Linked DNA regions of Mus musculus: regions 1, 2, 3, 4 and 5 are each linked to region 6. Evidence: chromatin contacts called from public HiChIP or PLAC-seq data. All regions are on one chromosome and are shown on one strand. Each heading gives the region's core, a stretch centred on a gene start, on an enhancer-like site or on the middle of the called end of the contact. The rest is flanking DNA. Distances are from core to core; before and after follow the strand shown. Region 1 overlaps Emilin2 (elastin microfibril interfacer 2). Region 2 holds the start of Tgif1 (TGFB-induced factor homeobox 1). Region 3 has its middle 6.6 kb from the start of Gm41610. Region 4 overlaps Emilin2 (elastin microfibril interfacer 2). Region 5 overlaps Lpin2 (lipin 2). Region 6 overlaps Myom1 (myomesin 1).

Region 1 (2,700 bases), core at 74-2,573, 200 kb before region 6:
TATGTACAATTATACTTTTTAATATGTGTGTGTAGGTCTATGTGCCCATGTGTTCACATGACCGTGGGTACACATATATGTTATGGCCAAAGGTGGATAGATCTTAGAGATTACTCTTCTATTGTTTTCTACTTTTAAAAAAACATAGAGAGCCTTTCATTGAACTTGATTGGATAGACAGGCCAGCAATCCTCAGAAATCCCCATATCTTGGGTTTCATAGCACTGGGATTAGAGGTGTGTGCTATAACACCAGATTTTTAATAATCTGGGTGCTGGAAATCTGAGCTTGGGGCCTTCACTCTTGCATGTCCAGTACTTTACTGACCCAACTATTTTCCTAGCCCCAATTCTTTCTTTATCTTGGTGAGCAGTGCCCTCCACTCTTAATGCTTGTTACATATTTAGAACTTGGCGTGGGGGTTGGGCAATGGCAGCATTCTTCCAATAGAGAAAGCCTGCTCTCTTAGCAGAGCACCGGTGAGTGAGAATGGCTTCCATCACTGTGTTATTCAAGGACTCCGAGGCTGTAAGAGGTGCAAACTTTTTTTTTAATTGAATATTTTATTTATTTACATTTCAACTGTTATCCCTTTCCCGGTTTCTCCACCGGGAACCCTCTATCATATCCTCTCTACCCCTGCTTCTATGAAGGTGCTCCCCCACGCACCCATGCACTCCTGCCTCACCATCCTAGCATTCCCCTATACTGGGGTATCTAGCCTTCACAGGACTAAGAGCCTCCCTTCCCATTGATGTCAGATAAGGCCAGCCTCTGCTACACATGCAGCTGGAGCCATGGGTCTTTGGTTGGTGGTTTAGTCCCTGGGAGCTCTGGGGGTGTCTGGTCAGTTGATAATGTTGTTCTTCCTATGAGGTTGCAAACCCCTTCAGCTCCTTCAGTCATTTTCCTAACTCCTCGGTTGGGGACCCTGTGCTCAGTCCAATGGTTGGCTACAAGCATCTGCATCTGTATCTGTCAGGCTCTGGCAGAGCCTCTCAGGGGAAAGCTATATCAGGCTCCTGTCAGCAAGCACTTCTTGGCATCAGCAAAGCAGCAGGGTTTGGTGTCTGGAGATAGGTGCAAACTTCTTATTTCGGATGCTTTTATCCTTCCCCCAGTGTGACCATAGCTTAGAGAACAGTGTCCCTGTGTTTCAGATGATGACGATTTTAAAGTGAGCATGGGTTGGTACAACAGAAGAACCTCTTCTTATATCCATGGAGAAGTTTCTTCAGTCTCTACGTTTTCCATTTCTGAGGGATTGCAATCTTGTTATGGGTGTGGCCTAAAGGCTTGCCACAGTCCAGAGACTTTGTGGAAAGGCCTGGAGTTAATTAGTGGCTGGATGGCACAGCCAAATTTGTATAGTATCCACCACTCCAAAGTGGTTTGAGAACATGGTTGGGAGTGCAGATGAATGGAGGCGCACTGAACTTTGAAACGGGAGGACAGAGGTTGCAAAGCCTCCTCTGAGCTGAGTGAAGGAGAGCTGTAGACTTATAGTGTTTTGTTTTGTTTTGTTTTGTAGGAGTGTCCAGACAATTCAAAAAGAAAGGGAGTGATCAAAATAGAGGTCTTAGGTTGTCAAGATGACTTAGTGGGTGAAGGTAATTGCCACTGAGGGAAGAGTTTGGTACCTGGACCCTACATGGTGGAGAGTGAGAACCACCTTGTGCAAGTTGTCCTTTGACCTACATACATTTTAGTGTACATGAATTCACACACACACACATACACATACAGACACACACAGAAACACAGAGAAACACAGACACACACACACACAGACACACAGGCACAGACACACAGACACACAGACATACAGGCACAGACACACAGACACCTATGCACATACAGACACACAGATGCACAACACACACACACATAGACACACAGATACCCAGACACACACAGACACACACAGACATACAGACACACACACACACCTAGAAATTAGATTCTTCTTCAGTAGCTCTGAGAAGAAAGGCTGGCTCACAGACCCAGGCCAGCAGATGTTCTCATGGTCCACACTGTGGGAACACAAGGATGAGTTCATTAGGGAGTGGAGGGGAGCTGGTTTCTCTGTGATTTCTGCTGCTAGGAATGTGGAAACAGAGTAGAGGAATGAGAACCGAAGCCGTACATATGGGAAGAACAGCCTACAACAGAGATGGGCCTCCCATAGAGAGCTCTTATTTAAAACCATGTGAGCTGGCTCACGCTCAGACTCCCTTTTCTTTCCCAACACCCAGTGACTTGATCTGGGGATGTACTTCTCAGAGCTAAGAATGCGGCCTCCTTGGAACACAGCCTTAATCTATGGTTGATGGGCTGGATGCGGCCAGCACCAGATAACCTCGACTGAGTTGCTCAGAAGGCAGGTCCCATGCATGAGCTAACCCAAGAATAACAGCTCCATTATCTGCTGTAGCTGAGTTGGGGAGGGCTTGACACTGAGTTTTCTTTAATCCTTTCTTTAGGAATGAAGACTTCTTTTTTTTTTTTTCTCCAGGATAATTATAAATTGTGTGGGGAAACCTACTCATTACTCTGTATGATCAAGGCAAAAGACTGAGTGGGTTTTGAAACCTAACTTGCCCCTAAGTGTGTAAGGAAATTAACTCAAGAGGAAATAACAAAGCCATCAACTTATAATCAGGCTCTCCCCCAACAACTGTCTCCCCATTCCAAGAACCA
Region 2 (2,700 bases), core at 132-2,631, 240 kb after region 6:
GGCTTGCTTTAATTTCCAACATAATCATAAACAGGTTCCAAAGTCTAGCGGGTCATCCTGTGGCCGCCTTACTGTGGCTCGGCTTTAACCTTGTTTTTACGGGTCTGTCTCCTCCTGCCGGATCTCCACCGAGGTCACAAAACCAGAACAGCCACAAAGCCGAAACTGGAGACAGACACCGGCGGTGACGTCGCTGCTCAGCTTATTTACGTTTGGGGTTTTTCCCCCCCTCTATGGGGAAAGTCTTCTGTGACATGTGACAGTTGCTTTTCTTTGCTTTTTTTTTTTTTTTTTTTTTTTTTTTTTTTAAACAACCGGGCATAGGTGAAAACTAGACCCAGAAGTGCGGGCGTGCGCGTCTCGAAGTCAGCCATAACAGCATCTGGCTTGTATTTGGGGAGGGGACGATTCTCGATTCTTCGTTCAACTCTTTGGAGCTCCCCTCTCAAGCAAAATAAACCAATAGGAATGAGTGTTTATTTAATGGCTAGTTTCTGTTTGAAATACTGAAGGGTGTCCTCTGGTGGGATATTAGCACACAAAGTAGACACTGTTTACTGAAACAGATGAGCAGTCCCGGCGTAGTCCCCCATCTTTTTAAAAAGGCGCGTGGGGGTGGGGGAGTCGCAGTGGGGCACACGCGCGCTCTGGCCGTCCCCCTAGCCCAGACGTTTAAAGAGCATGTGAGCATGACAAGTGTCTATTCGCAACGTGTTAGATTTCGAAACTGCCTTGCAATCCAATCCGGAACTCAGAGCTTTAGCCCGGGGGAATAGACATTTGCCCACGGTGACTATGTCTGCCTCCCCCCACCCCCACTGTCGCTGTTGGCAGAAGAGTCCACGAGGAGGAGGGTGCGCTGTGCCGCGCCCGCGTGTCAATGGCAGCTGCGCCTTCTGGAAGAAGTTGATTCTTGTCTGGAATACTTTTCCTTCGGTGCCCCACCCCTTGAATCAGAAGCTGCTGCCTCCGGCGGCTGGAGCAGAGACAGTGAAGTTTGGGGCAGCTGTCAAAAACAAGGATGGGGGTGTCTTTTCTTCTCTGGGGTGGACAGAGGAGATGTCCTTAAACCTCTCTCCATCCTTTACAAACTAAATGCACTCTTCGCTAGCCCGGGGAGGAAAGGCCCCAAAAGAGAAACCAGTGTGGCCGCTGAGAGCTGAGGGATGGAGATGGTGCTCTCGCCACGGGCAGGCAGGCATGACCCTGCTTCTGGGTTCCGCCAGCGCGTAGAGGGACGGGTGATCTCGGCCCCCAGGCCCAGGGTTGTGGAGCTGGAAGGTGCGGGGGAGGGGCAGAGGAGCGCGGCGGGGCGGGCGGGGGACGGGGCGGGCGGTTGGGGGCGGAGGCAGGACCTCCTGTACCTTCCCTCTGCTCTCTCACTCTGACAGCGCCGAGGTGCGCCGAGTGGAGCGGGAAACAAAGGAGCTGAGTAGGGAGGGAGGGAATTGGGCCAGGGAGAACCCCCGGCTGGCTGCCAGAAGATCCCGACTGGAGGAAGCCCAAGTGTCACTTGAATTCCAACCCAGAAGCCAGCGCCTGAGACCGGAGCACCTTGTTTAGCAATAGTGGTTGGAACACTCTCTTGTAAGTTACCGGAGCACTAGTATAGGAGGAGGATCATCGACTACCCTCCCGCCACTCCACGGCTGCTGGCTCCTAGAAACCCCAGCTTCACCTCTCACTGGGACTCGAGTTCCAGAATGAAAAGCAAGAAGGGTAAGGTGGCGGCGGGCTGTGAGCGCCCGGGGCACCAGTGCGGGACATGTGCGGGCCGCGCCGGATCGGGAGAACACTGACTTGATGGGACTTTTCGGACCAGTGGCTCCCCGGCTGGATTGGTGGCTGTTCTCTTTGTTGAGGCTGTGTCTCTGATGGCAGTTGGTGTTCTTTTCCTTCTAGACACAACCCGAGGGGCTGTTGTGGGGAGGCTGAGCCGCGCCACGCTGTTGGCACGTTGTCAAGAACCACGCTCAGCGCCTTGTTTGTACGCCTCCAAGTTTCATTGTCTTCCTGACACCCCATGCTCGGCCCAGGCGCCGCGTGGTTTCTAGTGCCGTTTCTGGGGCAGGGCTTTGCGGTTGATGTTCTAGGAGACCCTGGCACCTCGCTTTTCCCTGTGGGGGGTCCTTGGCGAATTCCAGTCGCCTTACCTTTTGTCTAAAAGTTTGTAGTTCCGGGTGTTCTCTCACTCCTCGCCGGATCCTGGCAATGTTTTTTTTTTTTTTTTTTTTAAAGAGATGTGTTTTTCACTATCAAAGGAATGTGATCCGGGACCCCCACACATATCGCCCTAGGGCGAGCATAGCTTTGGAAAGATGGACTTTAAAATTTTTACTAGTTTCTGAAAGTTTTCCCACGATGAATTTAGGACCGCGTGTGCTGTTAGAACACAAGTACCATGCAGTCGAAAACTGTCCAAGTGTGACAAGCAGGCTTGGTTGTAAGTGCAAAAAGCGAGGCTGTCATTGTTTCCACCAAAGCTTTACAACTAAAACTTGCCGTCAGTCTGGTTTAAAAACAAAACACACTGGGGAGGAAGGGGGGAAAAAAAAAACCCAAAAGGTCAAAGACTGTGAAGTCCCTTTTGAAGCTAACTTTGGAGTCCCTGACTGGGAGGTCCCTCGAGTGTTCCAGTCGTGGACTGGAGTTGGCTTTTTTTGTTGTGATTTATGTGGAGTGGTTCAAAACAGAAGTTAA
Region 3 (2,700 bases), core at 45-2,544, 250 kb after region 6:
ATAGTAGAGATCAAGATGCCACAAATATATACATCTTTCTTCACATTTTTGTAAAGGCTTTATAAATTTCAAAATAACATTGCTGCAGAGTTTTTCTAACATTTTCTGTAAATCCTGGATAGCAGTGAAATGTCAGAATAGGAGTTGGGTGTGGTTCAATGACTCCAAGCGTTCTTAAAGTCCAAGGTTCATTTCCAAATACTACATGTGTAAACATAGAAACACAAAGTCAGATTGACTTAAAAGTAATAGTCTATCTATTGCACACCTTATATTGCCACTTATCACATTATCTTATTTATTGGGCACCTTATGTACAGTCGTTTAGACTTCACAACCCTAGTGAGAGGTGTTGTTACTGCTGTACAGGGGGAGGAAGCTGGCTGGCTGGTGAGTTCAGCCTGTCTGAGGCTATGGGCTGTAATGCAGCCCTCAATCCCCAGCAGATTCTGCATGCTGTGCGAGCACTGCATTTGAAATCAAATGACTTGCAAAGAGATAACCCCAAAAAACAAATGAACAAAACCACCCTATACTCTAAAGGATTTTGGAGTTGCCTTGGCAAATGATCGTTTATAATTTTATTTTCTAAATACCTCTATCCTCTGTTGTCTACCAAGTTACCCCTTCTCCATTTTCCTTTTGACCACATCTGCTCCTTAGGAAGACTCGAGGCACTGCCGAGTCCTCGGGGATTTCCTAAGTCTCATTAACTACAAAGAGTCTGACACAATGAACTCCTGTGCGCTCTCCGCAGCTTCTCGGTGTATTAACACCCAACTATACATAACTTTTCACTTTCTTTTCTAGGCATCAGCTCTCTGAGCCCACGGGCTTTGTTTTCCAGTGTGTTTGTTTTTATTCTGACCCTTTAGGGCTACTCTTTAAAAAACAAAACAAAACAAAAAACCCTATCAATACTATGGCTTTTAATAGGGATGAAAGGGACAACGCTGCGTAAAGGGGCCGGCGCAATTTTATGATAAAACCATTCATTCCTCTCCCAATCTCAACTCATCCATCCATTTTTGAAAAGGGGTTGCTTGTGGATTAGAGCGGAGGGGGGAGGGCTCTAGTGGCGTAAAGATCAACGTTAAAAATAAATATCTCTACGCAAAGAAAACAGACCACGCCTTTCCCCTCCGACCCAGACAGAACCTAAGTACTTTGCCTGGGCAAGCTTTTTGAGAGGCTCACCTCCCGGCAAGATGAGCCGGTTTGCTGTGGCGCTGCTCTTCCCAGGCAGGTGCTGCGCGGGCTCGCCAGCTCCCTGTTAATTTGAGCCCGCAAAGGGACCTTTGATCAACGTGCTCACAGCCTGCAGGCTTCCCGAGCTGGCTCCCGGCGACTTCAAAAGAGCTGTAAAACCGACTGTAATCTCGGCCTTCCTGTTTCTGAGGCTCCCACCCCCACCCCGCCCCCTGGGTCCGCACACAAACGCCAAGCTTCGCACCGGACTATTGTCCTCGGTCCGCAAGGTGCAGCCACTGCCAGCCCCGTGTGCCATTTGCAGAGGGCTGGGCCAACTGCTAACTCAGATTTCTTCGTCCAGAGGAGGACCTGACTCGAGCTCCTTTGCGGAGAAGTGGAGATGGGCATATCATGTAATGCTTGCTGGCGGAAGGTGATGTGAAAAGCCCCAGTTTGAGGGAACTCTATACCAGGAAGGCAGTGGTTTGAAATTTTGATACAGAAACTACAAAACTAACCAACAGAGTCAACCAGTCTGTCTGACTATCTATCTATATCTATCTATCTATCTATCTATCTGGTTTGAGACTAAGTTTCTCTCCGTGTGTGTGTGTGTGTGTGTGTGTGTGTGTGTGTGTGTATGTATGTATGTATAAATGAATGTATGCATCTATCTTTTCTATTTATCTTATCTACCTACCTACTTATCTGTGTTTTGAGACAAGTTTCACTCCATGTATGTATGTATATATGTATGAATATATGCATCTATCCTATCTATCTATCTATCTATCTATCTATCTATCTATCTATCTATCTATCTATCTTATCTGTGTTTTGAGACAAAGTTTCACTTTACAGACCTAGCTGGCCTCAAGGTCCACATTCTCCCTGCTGTCTTCCGTCTCCACATCCCGCTAGTAGTCCTTTCTATTCTCAAATTTTAGTTCCTGCTTGCCTTTGGATTTTCTTGGTTCTGGGATCTTAATCCCATTTGGGATTCAAGAATGATTTTTAAAAACTTGACACGTATTTTGTGTGTGCTGAGGGTGCACATGTAGGCAAGTGTCTGGAGGAGTACACTGGGAACTGCCAGGTATCTCCTTCATCTTCTTTAGGAGGTTGAACTCAGGTCACTGGTTGGCACCTTCTGTCTCCCTGGCTCTGATTTACTGATGGCTTATGTTGTGATAGCGCGGGTGTGGAGGTAGGAGGAAGAACTATTTGTGTAGCAAGCTTTTTGTCCTTTTTATATGGTACTAGGGCTTGAACTCAGGACCTGGTCAGTTCGAGGCAAACCTTTTCCTTGGAGCTACGTAGAGCCTTCTAAGGAATATTATTCAGAATCTTTGAAAAGCTTAATTTCTTTATGTAAGATTTGGTATTTAAAACAATACCACTCTCCACCAATCTCCCCACCCCTCCCCAAAATCCCACGAACTTCAAAGTTGTTGAGAATCACAGAAGGTAAACTGAGCTCTCAGAGGGAGAAGACGGTGATAGCAGATT
Region 4 (2,700 bases), core at 65-2,564, 180 kb before region 6:
TCACTGAGGAACAGCTATGGGGAGGGAAGGCCACGTCCAGATCCTGGAACCTCATGAGGTGTGGGGAGAATTCATGGCAGTCAGGCAGCTGTGCTCTGGGCTTTGTCCTAGAGCATGGTGCTCATTTCATAGATAAAGTGTCACCAGGGCCAAGCACGGCTGTGAACTGGCCACTGTGCCCAGGCTTAGCTATCTGTAGTACACAGTCACAGTCTCCACCTCAGATCTCCCAGCCCCTGTATCTCTGGAATGTAGAGTTAAGGTCATGAGTCCCATGTGTTCAGAGGGTAATTGTCCCTTGTGGTCAAAATGCTGTCTGGACTGGGTTCTACAATAATAGGTACAGCCAGATATTTCCAGTTAATTGGCAGTGCTGGACAGCGTGGGAATCTGTGTCCATTCTGAGGCTCGTCTATGCGGAGTTGGAGACGGGTAGGTCTGGAGACAAATCGGTTTCCATGTATCATCCTTCAGTTTGGGGGTCATGCTGTGAGTGCAGATCATGTGGGCTTGGGAGAACTTGTGATGGAGAGGAGCCAAAAATAAGTGAGTGGTGTCCTCTGACTTCCAGCGCCAACAGGCCCAGGAGACCTGGGATCTGGAGTGACCCTGTAGCTAAGGTTGAAGTCACATGTCAACCAGTTAAAAGACAACAGAGTATTTGCTAAGCACCGACTGTAACCGCACGTGAGACTCTCTGAGGGGTGCAGAGATCACACGTGCCATCTCTCCTCAGAAAGCATCCTCAGATCTGTGAGGGGCAATGCAGTCTGTAGTCAAGGAAGGAGCAGGTATTACAGTACAAAGGGCCTGTGGACTCACAAGCTCTCTGTGCACCCCTGGACATAGTAAATGGGGGCTTAGTATGTAGCAAATGTGAATACAAAAGTCTGGCGGAGAGCCAAACAAAAGGGGCCACAAGAACTGGCTGTTCCCCTCACTAGGATCCCCACAGGGCTTCTCAAAGGGAAAAGGCACAGGGCTGAGCCTTCAGGCTGAAGAAAGTAATAACTGAGCATAGTTGAGAGAAATGGCAGGGTGAGCAGTGGGGTGAGAGAATGAGAGAAACTTCTAGAAGAAATGTGAATGGATAAATGAGGAGTGGGTGGAACTCAAAGGCAGGAAGAGGGGGCATTTGGGGGAAGACTTTGGTGTGAACAGGAGTTATATTTTGCCGCGCAATCTCCTACCCCAATCTCCATGGTAGTTATTTTCCGTCATTCCTGGGTCAAGGGCTTGTGCAGGGTAACTAGGCTCTGCTGCTGTCTTGTGTACTCAGCCTGAGTCACCCTCTTAGCTGTGTTTTGTGTTTGGAGGAAGGATCAGGTTCATGTAGGCCACGGTCCTGGAGTTGTGGTGAGCCTCCATGTCGCCCTGCTCCACATGTGTCCTCGTGGGCTTCCTCACATCCTGCCACTCTTAGGTACAGCTGGCAACCGGCCCACAGATGGAAAGCAAAGCTGTGGTCCAGACAGGCGGGGGCAAGGTAGCTTGGAATCACTTCTGCCTCATTCATTCTGTTGGTCACAGCAAACCAGCCTTTGAAGGGTAACACACTGTCATATTGGGAGACACGGCGAGTCCCTCCTCCCATAATTAGAACCAGCCCGGAGGAGGGGACTGGGCCTAAGGTACAGCTTGATGACAGGTCAAGATATAACTCAGGTTCCTATTGTCTGCTCTTGTGAGGTCCATAGGTGGACTCAGTTATGCAGCTGGCCTCAGGAGGGTCTTTCTTGTATCCTATCAAGGCATGTGCTCTTGCCTGGGCTTAAAAAGGATTCATATGCAAAAAAGGCTCTCATTCATATATACACACACACATATATGGACACACATATTTATATATAAACTCATACATGTATATGTGTATATATATATATGTATGTATGTATATATATATATATGAATCTCCTGAGACTCTGATGGGTATACAATTTCTGAAAAATGAACAACTACTACTACTACTACTACTACTATTACTACTACTACTACTACTACTACTACTACTAATTACCATTCATTCTTAGAATGACTAGATCTTGAGATTTCCCTGCCTCCCCCCCCCCCCCCCAGTCCTGGGATTGCAGGTAATCACTATAGTATTTCATTGCTCTTGCCTGCAGCTCTCCTGACTCTTTACATTTTCATTCATTCATTCATTCATTCATTCATTCATTCATTCATGTTTCATTCACTTATTCTCTTACCTAGATCCCAGTCTGGCCTTGAACTCATGGTAATTGTTCTACCTCAACCTCCTGAGTTCCTAGGTCACAGGTATCGCCACACCTGGTTCAGTAGATTATTTAGCAGATCTCTCCTAAGCTCTGTCCTGTCTCAGCCATCATGGATCTGACACTCTAGAGGAAAAGAAGAACAGCCATGGTGGTGAAAGTTTGACTTTAGTTAGCAATCAGTACCCCGAGGAAAGATAAAACAGAATAGATAGATAACGGGAAGCAAGAATTAATTTAGCAGGAAGATGGTCCGGAAGGCTCTGGGACAGGAATGGATTTGTTCTGTTGCAAACCTAAGTGTTTCAGTGAGACAGAAGGTGAGAGGCTGCCATGGGAAAAGAGGGTCAGAATCTGGTTGTGCCACACGATGTGGCTAGGATAAGGGATTTGATATACTATGAGAAACAACTGGAGATGGTGGCTTTCCCCAGCCTTGAAGTCCCAGTTCATCTGTACTGAA
Region 5 (2,700 bases), core at 93-2,592, 160 kb before region 6:
AGACAGGGAGCGTCAATAAAGATGTTGGAATCACTATGTTCCTTTTCTGTATTTGGCGCCTTATGGATTGGGAGTTACCGGGGGCGGGGGTGGGGTGGGAACAAACTAGAGCATTTTTTATGGCTGAAAGAATACTGTGTAAATTAACCCCAGTCGTTATGTAAAACATCCCATACCTGCCAGCTTCCAGGCTTTAGACATTTGGGGTTTGATTTTGGCTGGAAAACCACATCCAGATGTCCTTGAAGGTCAGGGTGTACCGTGGCCCTGCGGCTGAAGAGGGCCTCTGTTAGGGGAGGTGAGCTGGTTGCAGGCTAATGAGCCTGACTTCTTGTTGCTCCACTGCACAGCTCACTGGCAGAGATAGCACTACAAACTCTGGCTACAAACTCTGGTTCCTAAGCAACAAGCCCCCCCCCCATATAAAATGGGGGGCCGGCTGGAAACGGAGATCATTTGAGAAGACAAGCACATTTGGGTCTGGGAGGCCTGACACGACACTTTCCCAACAGCAGCACACAGCTCTAGGCACCCAGGTCTGTCAGCCAGCACCTGTAGGGAAAGGCAACTCCCCCAGGTCCCTAGTGGAAGGCGCAGACAGGGAAACCAGTTTCAATAGCCTTGCCTTGCTCCTAAACCAGTTGGCAGAAGAGTCTAATGTAGTCAAAATATACTAGGTTCCAAGGACTGTCTGCAAAGTTATTATGGGATATTTGGAAGGCGGGTCATGGACTGCCCGGTTTTCCACAGCTGGGGAGTTGGCTACCAAGGTCAGCGTGCCCTCTGCTGTCTGAGAAATGACGCATGGAAAACCCTGAGCAGCAGTACTTTTAGGAAAGCCCGGCTGGCTCACACGAATGTTTCTGTCCGTTTCCTTCCCTCTTCTTTGAAGACCATATTCAGTGCCAAAGTGGCCAAGTGTTCAGTGGCTGTAAGGCAGGGGCCCGACCGGAGATGTACGGCCACTGTGTTCCCCATTCCCAGACAGGTCTCTCGAGCATCCAACAGACCTTGATCATCCAGTGTGTGACTTCGTTACTGGCAGAGGTGCACTTAGCTAGCTCGCTCTATCCAACAAGCAAGGCGGAGTGAGCTGGGCCACAGCAGTAGGCATGTGCTCACTGGAAGACAAAACAGGATGCAAACTGGACTCCAGCCCACGCAGGAGATGGGTTTAAAATGGGAGCCCCAGTCTTTTTTTGGAGATGAAAAACAGGGACAGCTAGAGCGTGTCTGGAGGAGGGGAGTTTGGAGCAATGGCCCCTCCCTAAGTCACCACACCCCTTCTAGTCATGTGTCCATGAGTGAGTCAGAGGTATAAACAGAGTTTAAGTACTTACTCAGTACTTTTAATTGATGCTGGCCTCAAGTAGTCCTCCTAAGAGGACTAAGTGACTGGTACATACCACAGGGTCACCAGGTTCAGGGTACAACTTCTCTAATCAGGGAGCTTTGGTGACTTGAGAAAAAGGCAGTGCTTTTTAAGAACTGGAGCAATTTGCCCTTGATACGTACCACCACCAAACGGCACCATTAAAATGACTAAATACTATTAAATGGGATCTGCAAGGAGGAATGCCTGAGGTGTATTTTAAATCATTTCCAGATTAGCATATAGTCAGCATTCCCAGTGACGATTGGTCTTGTTTCCCACGTATCTGCTTCATGAAAGGAAGTGGATACCATAACTCCAGGCCTACAGTCTCAAGAGTGGCGGTGTCTGGCCCCCATCCACTTTGTAAACACAATCTGTGCTTCTCTTGTGCCATCTTACCATGGAAGGAGGTACACATGCAGGTACAGGGGTGAGGGCTGCCAAACTCTATCCTCTCATAGCACTTAAAACTGCCTAGAGGAATCAGATATTTTCTAGGACAAAAATATAGCCCCACTGCCAAGACTTGTGGTTCCTGTGCGATCCAGCAGACGTAGTATCTGCTGCCCAGTGACCTGAGGGAGGATGATGTCACATTAACTTTTGCCATCAATCATATGATGTGGGCTTGTGCTACAAAAAGTTCATGGGTACTCTGTTAATCTGATGGACTGTTACCTGCTGCTACCCAGGAAAGGCTTAATAAAGGTGAGGCATTAAAACTGAGCAGCATGGCCAGGAGACTCTGAAGGGCTGGTGTGGGAACTAGAGTGTAGGGAAATGATGGATGGACAAATCACTTCTTGACAGAATCTACAAGGCAGACATAGTTCCTGTGGGCGGAGCTTCTCTTCTGGAGCCAGGGTTTGCAAGGGAGCAACAGGAAGAGGTCGTCCCTCCTTTAGACAAGCAAGTCAGCAAAGCCAAAGTGATGTTTATGTATAACTGGTAATTGTAATTATCAATCTCTGGCACTGATACGGTCAAAGTCCCTGAAGGAAGGAGCCCAATGCAATCAGTTTATGTTAGTTTATTATTGTAACATTTTTTTGTGAACATCAAACACTGCACCAAAATATGAGCCATTCATCTGAAGACAACATCTTTACCATATTGAAGGTACTGCACTGATGTTTACAATGATTACGGACAACTTAAAGCTGCTTAGTGGCACTGCTCTCTAATAATCAAGTACTTCATCAGCTGAATGGAATCATTAGCAGGGAACTCTTTCCTCTGCCTTCAGGTCAAAAAAAGAATTTTTCACCTGGAAAGAGCAATTCCTGGGGTTTTAAATAAACCTTAGCATGCTCTCAAACAAAGTT
Region 6 (2,700 bases), core at 126-2,625:
CCATGGAATCCTATTTCTTGTCCTGCTGGGTCTTTAAAGGCTTCAGGCACTCTGTCTGTCCCCATGCCGGGCAGGGGGAACAGTCTTCTTTGGCTCACAAGACACAGCCCACACAAGTAAGAGAACCTGCTGCTTATAAGCAACACCTGCGTGTGAGTGAGGCGCGGGTTCAGTGAGCTCACTCAGGGGATCTAGAGTAAGGGTGAGGTGAAGGTCAAGGGTCAGTGAACCCAGTCCAGTAGGCGCTCCATGTTCATGCAAGCATAAAGAATTTGGGTGAAAGGTCACCCATGTTTCAAGAGTCAAAAAGACAAAAAAAAAACAAACAAAAAAACCCCAACACTGATGACTGCCAAGAGGATGGAATCTTACCAGGAGCCTAAAATATGAAACTGGGTCTGACTATGTTAGCTTAGTGTTAGTAGTTTTCCTGCTTAGGGAGAGGAAGCTCTGAGTCACAAGCAGCCTCTCACCCTCAGGTACTTGTTCACAATGGCTGCCTCATTAAGTCCTCGCCATTGGTCATCTTTGGCACTGGCTTCCTTCAGGTCCACAAAGTAACCCGTGACTGGAGTCCGGCCTGAGTAGACTGGAGGCTTCCACTGGAGAACCAGGGAGTTCTTCCTGACTTCACTGAGCTTCACGCTGTGTGGTGGTCCTGAGTCAGGGAGAGAGAGCGGCAGAAGTCTGTGTACGTGAGGAGACTCGCTCTGAGCACACTCCTATGTCACCCTTAGGGTCTCTGAGCTGACCCTCAGGATGGCATTCTCTTTAAGAAACCTATCAGTCTCCTGAAAGCAGGCATACTGTAGCCACTGCAAGTGTCCATGGCTGCTATACGGCCACTTGAGCACAGGCTGTTTTAGGGTAGACACAATCCTCACTTATTTCAGTCACTCTGAGGGTAACTAGCACACATCCTCAGGAGCCTTGACAACTTTCTGAAGAAAAGATCCTGCGATGTGTGCTGTGTGTACGTGGCTGCATTTTTTTCCACTCTAAACTATGATGTCACCATGTGTACCTTTTTGTGACCACTGGCTGTTATTCAAGCGCATATCTCTTTTCTTCTTTCAAATAAACAACTTCTGTCGAGCCATCCGATCAGAATCACCTGACATGACTCACAGTGACTCGACACCAACTGCAAACACTGACGTTGCCGTGCTAGGCTTCAGCCTTATGCAACTGGCAGTTCAATATTTGCCTTCTTATTTACTTTGGTTTAGCAATTTCAAGTAGGTACCGTTCTTGTTTCCTAATATTTTCTATGAAAGTATATTTAAATATTATTATCAAATAGTACGGCATGTTCTGCTCAGCGAAGGGCTTTGGTGACTATGAACTTGGGTCATCCTTGCAGCCAGTGGGGCAGTCAGCCTTCTCTACAGGTGGACTAGATGCTGCTCTGTCACCTCTGAGAAGAGGAAGGCCACAGTTCAAGTCCTGACCCTGCCACTTACTTGTTCCCCTTGTGACTCTCCATGTGTCATTTAAGTCGTACCTTAGGTTAGTCACCTTCACAAGGGAAGGAAGGCAAAGCACTGTGTTTAGAACAGCTCCTGACAGCTGCTTGCCCAACGCTCCTCCCTAAGTCAAGGACACATCAGGGAGGTTTCTGGGATGCTTCTCTACTGAGCCCACCCTGCAACTGTTTCATCAGCATGCTTCCTTTGTGGGGGCTAAGTCTGTAGACAGTCACATTGAACTTTCAGAACTGTAAGAATTTGGAAACAGATCTACCTGTGTGGCGGTGGCAGAAAGGATTTTTTAACACCTGGCTCAAAGGCAGGTGTTTGCCTCTGCAGATCTGCTGGTGTTGAACAAGGCTTGAACCAACTCCTGTTTCTTTTTGCAAACTTTGTATTCACATTTGGAGGAAGGAAAGCAGAGAGGTATTTGCTGAGTAGGGCAACATGGTAGTTCTTCAGGAACACGGTTTCGGGGCTTCAGACAGAGGAATTTGTAGAAGAATGGGTGGAGAGGGCAGGGTGGCTGCCCACACAGGTTGCCTTTGTGTGATCTGAACTGTTCATACAACTTACGATACTAACAGACAGTTGTTCGATATGCTGATTATAAAACCAAGGAGTTCTGTGTACATGGGTCAGAAATCAATAGCAAAATTAAATCATCTACCATGGGCCCATTACTAGTTGGGACCTTAATGACTTAGTAAGTCTGTTAATATTTAACGTTTATATGTGTTTGGGTTTATGGCACCATATGAGGCATAAACATGGGTAAGTTTTTCTGCTTACTTCTTTCTTTTCTTCCTCTTGTATCCAGCCACCCCCAAGGACAACCTCCAAAGCAGACTATTTGCTAATCAGATTCCATGACTGTTGAGGGGAGAGTGTGGTATGTGGACATATAGATACTAGGGCTTAGTAGAGAGAAGCCAGGCTCATAGCCCACTCAGGCATGATAAGCCAATGTAGGCAACTTAGTGGAGAGCTAGGAAGAGGAGGGAGGGCAGATAACTGGGAGAAGCCACCATCTCTGCCTGACCTCTAGGGAGTGATTTGGGTATTGGTAGGTGTGTGCTTCAGAGAAGGGGAGAGCAGTGTCGAAGGATGTGGTAAATGGTTCTGGAAGTAAATCTGCAATGCTCTTAATTGGCCTTTAAGAGACAAATGGAAGAAAGTTCCCAAGTGCTCACTTGGCTCAAAGTGTGTATTTCGGCCAGTCTCCCAAACA

Evidence for each region. HiChIP or PLAC-seq counts read pairs in DNA pulled down with a chosen protein or histone mark.
Region 1: a CTCF HiChIP or PLAC-seq map of the NIH/3T3 cell line shows a contact between it and region 6, with 8 read pairs. The contact joins two enhancer-like sites. A contact is called at or near these places in 1 of 15 datasets of contacts at CTCF or cohesin (the NIH/3T3 cell line), 1 of 484 Hi-C or Micro-C datasets (Th1 cells), 3 of 115 datasets of contacts at active chromatin or transcription factors (bone marrow-derived macrophages, kidney and pancreatic cancer cells) and 2 of 9 other capture datasets (adipose tissue and liver).
Region 2: a FOXA1 HiChIP or PLAC-seq map of pancreatic cancer cells shows a contact between it and region 6. The contact joins the promoter of Tgif1 here to the enhancer-like site in region 6. A contact is called at or near these places in 1 of 39 promoter capture datasets (liver), 1 of 484 Hi-C or Micro-C datasets (liver), 3 of 115 datasets of contacts at active chromatin or transcription factors (bone marrow-derived macrophages, hepatocytes and pancreatic cancer cells) and 2 of 9 other capture datasets (adipose tissue and liver).
Region 3: a contact with region 6 is called in a FOXA1 HiChIP or PLAC-seq map of pancreatic cancer cells. The contact joins two enhancer-like sites. A contact is called at or near these places in 1 of 484 Hi-C or Micro-C datasets (liver), 1 of 115 datasets of contacts at active chromatin or transcription factors (pancreatic cancer cells) and 2 of 9 other capture datasets (adipose tissue and liver).
Region 4: a FOXA1 HiChIP or PLAC-seq map of pancreatic cancer cells shows a contact between it and region 6. The contact joins two enhancer-like sites. A contact is called at or near these places in 2 of 484 Hi-C or Micro-C datasets (cerebellum and liver), 2 of 115 datasets of contacts at active chromatin or transcription factors (the HPC-7 cell line and pancreatic cancer cells) and 4 of 9 other capture datasets (adipose tissue, embryonic stem cells, liver and 1 more).
Region 5: a contact with region 6 is called in an H3K27ac HiChIP or PLAC-seq map of the HPC-7 cell line, with 6 times the contacts expected there. The contact joins two enhancer-like sites. A contact is called at or near these places in 10 of 39 promoter capture datasets (the C10 cell line, the HPC-7 cell line, HPC-7-derived erythroid cells and 8 more), 2 of 15 datasets of contacts at CTCF or cohesin (large pre-B cells and pro-B cells), 13 of 484 Hi-C or Micro-C datasets (B cells, the C10 cell line, the CH12 cell line and 10 more), 3 of 115 datasets of contacts at active chromatin or transcription factors (the HPC-7 cell line, a colorectal cancer cell line and pancreatic cancer cells) and 4 of 9 other capture datasets (adipose tissue, embryonic stem cells, liver and 1 more).

Annotation. Positions count from the first base shown.
Region 1 is chr17:71,289,339-71,292,038 of GRCm38.p6, reverse strand. All of the region lies in intron 2 of Emilin2 (elastin microfibril interfacer 2), which reads left to right. Among named protein-coding and RNA genes, the nearest start is that of Emilin2, 20 kb to the left of the region's middle. Within about 2 kb of position 1,323, at least 38 of the 459 cell types and tissues checked have an H3K27ac peak or open chromatin away from gene starts, as enhancers often do. A contact at or near this core is called in the NIH/3T3 cell line, where this site is marked.
Region 2 is chr17:70,849,891-70,852,590 of GRCm38.p6, reverse strand. It overlaps Tgif1 (TGFB-induced factor homeobox 1), which reads left to right and starts at 1,381. Exons shown (of 3, transcript NM_009372.3): 1 at 1,381-1,719. The coding sequence starts at 1,704.
Region 3 is chr17:70,833,300-70,835,999 of GRCm38.p6, reverse strand. No RefSeq gene overlaps it. Among named protein-coding and RNA genes, the nearest start is that of Gm41610, 6.6 kb to the left of the region's middle. Within about 2 kb of position 1,294, at least 129 of the 459 cell types and tissues checked have an H3K27ac peak or open chromatin away from gene starts, as enhancers often do. A contact at or near this core is called in liver and pancreatic cancer cells, where this site is marked.
Region 4 is chr17:71,266,180-71,268,879 of GRCm38.p6, reverse strand. The region is part of intron 4 of Emilin2 (elastin microfibril interfacer 2); the gene reads left to right. Among named protein-coding and RNA genes, the nearest start is that of Emilin2, 43 kb to the left of the region's middle. Within about 2 kb of position 1,314, at least 33 of the 459 cell types and tissues checked have an H3K27ac peak or open chromatin away from gene starts, as enhancers often do. A contact at or near this core is called in the HPC-7 cell line and pancreatic cancer cells, where this site is marked.
Region 5 is chr17:71,249,508-71,252,207 of GRCm38.p6, reverse strand. Lpin2 (lipin 2) reads right to left here. Exons shown (of 20, transcript NM_001357791.1): 20 at 2,390-2,700. Emilin2 (elastin microfibril interfacer 2) reads left to right here. Exons shown (of 8, transcript NM_145158.4): 8 at 1-36. Among named protein-coding and RNA genes, the nearest start is that of Emilin2, 60 kb to the left of the region's middle. Within about 2 kb of position 1,342, at least 104 of the 459 cell types and tissues checked have an H3K27ac peak or open chromatin away from gene starts, as enhancers often do. A contact at or near this core is called in the HPC-7 cell line, the STO cell line, a colorectal cancer cell line and 1 more, where this site is marked.
Region 6 is chr17:71,087,781-71,090,480 of GRCm38.p6, reverse strand. It overlaps Myom1 (myomesin 1), which reads right to left. Exons shown (of 37, transcript NM_001083934.1): 20 at 474-658. Among named protein-coding and RNA genes, the nearest start is that of Myom1, 70 kb to the right of the region's middle. Within about 2 kb of position 1,375, at least 97 of the 459 cell types and tissues checked have an H3K27ac peak or open chromatin away from gene starts, as enhancers often do. A contact at or near this core is called in the HPC-7 cell line, the NIH/3T3 cell line, the STO cell line and 4 more, where this site is marked.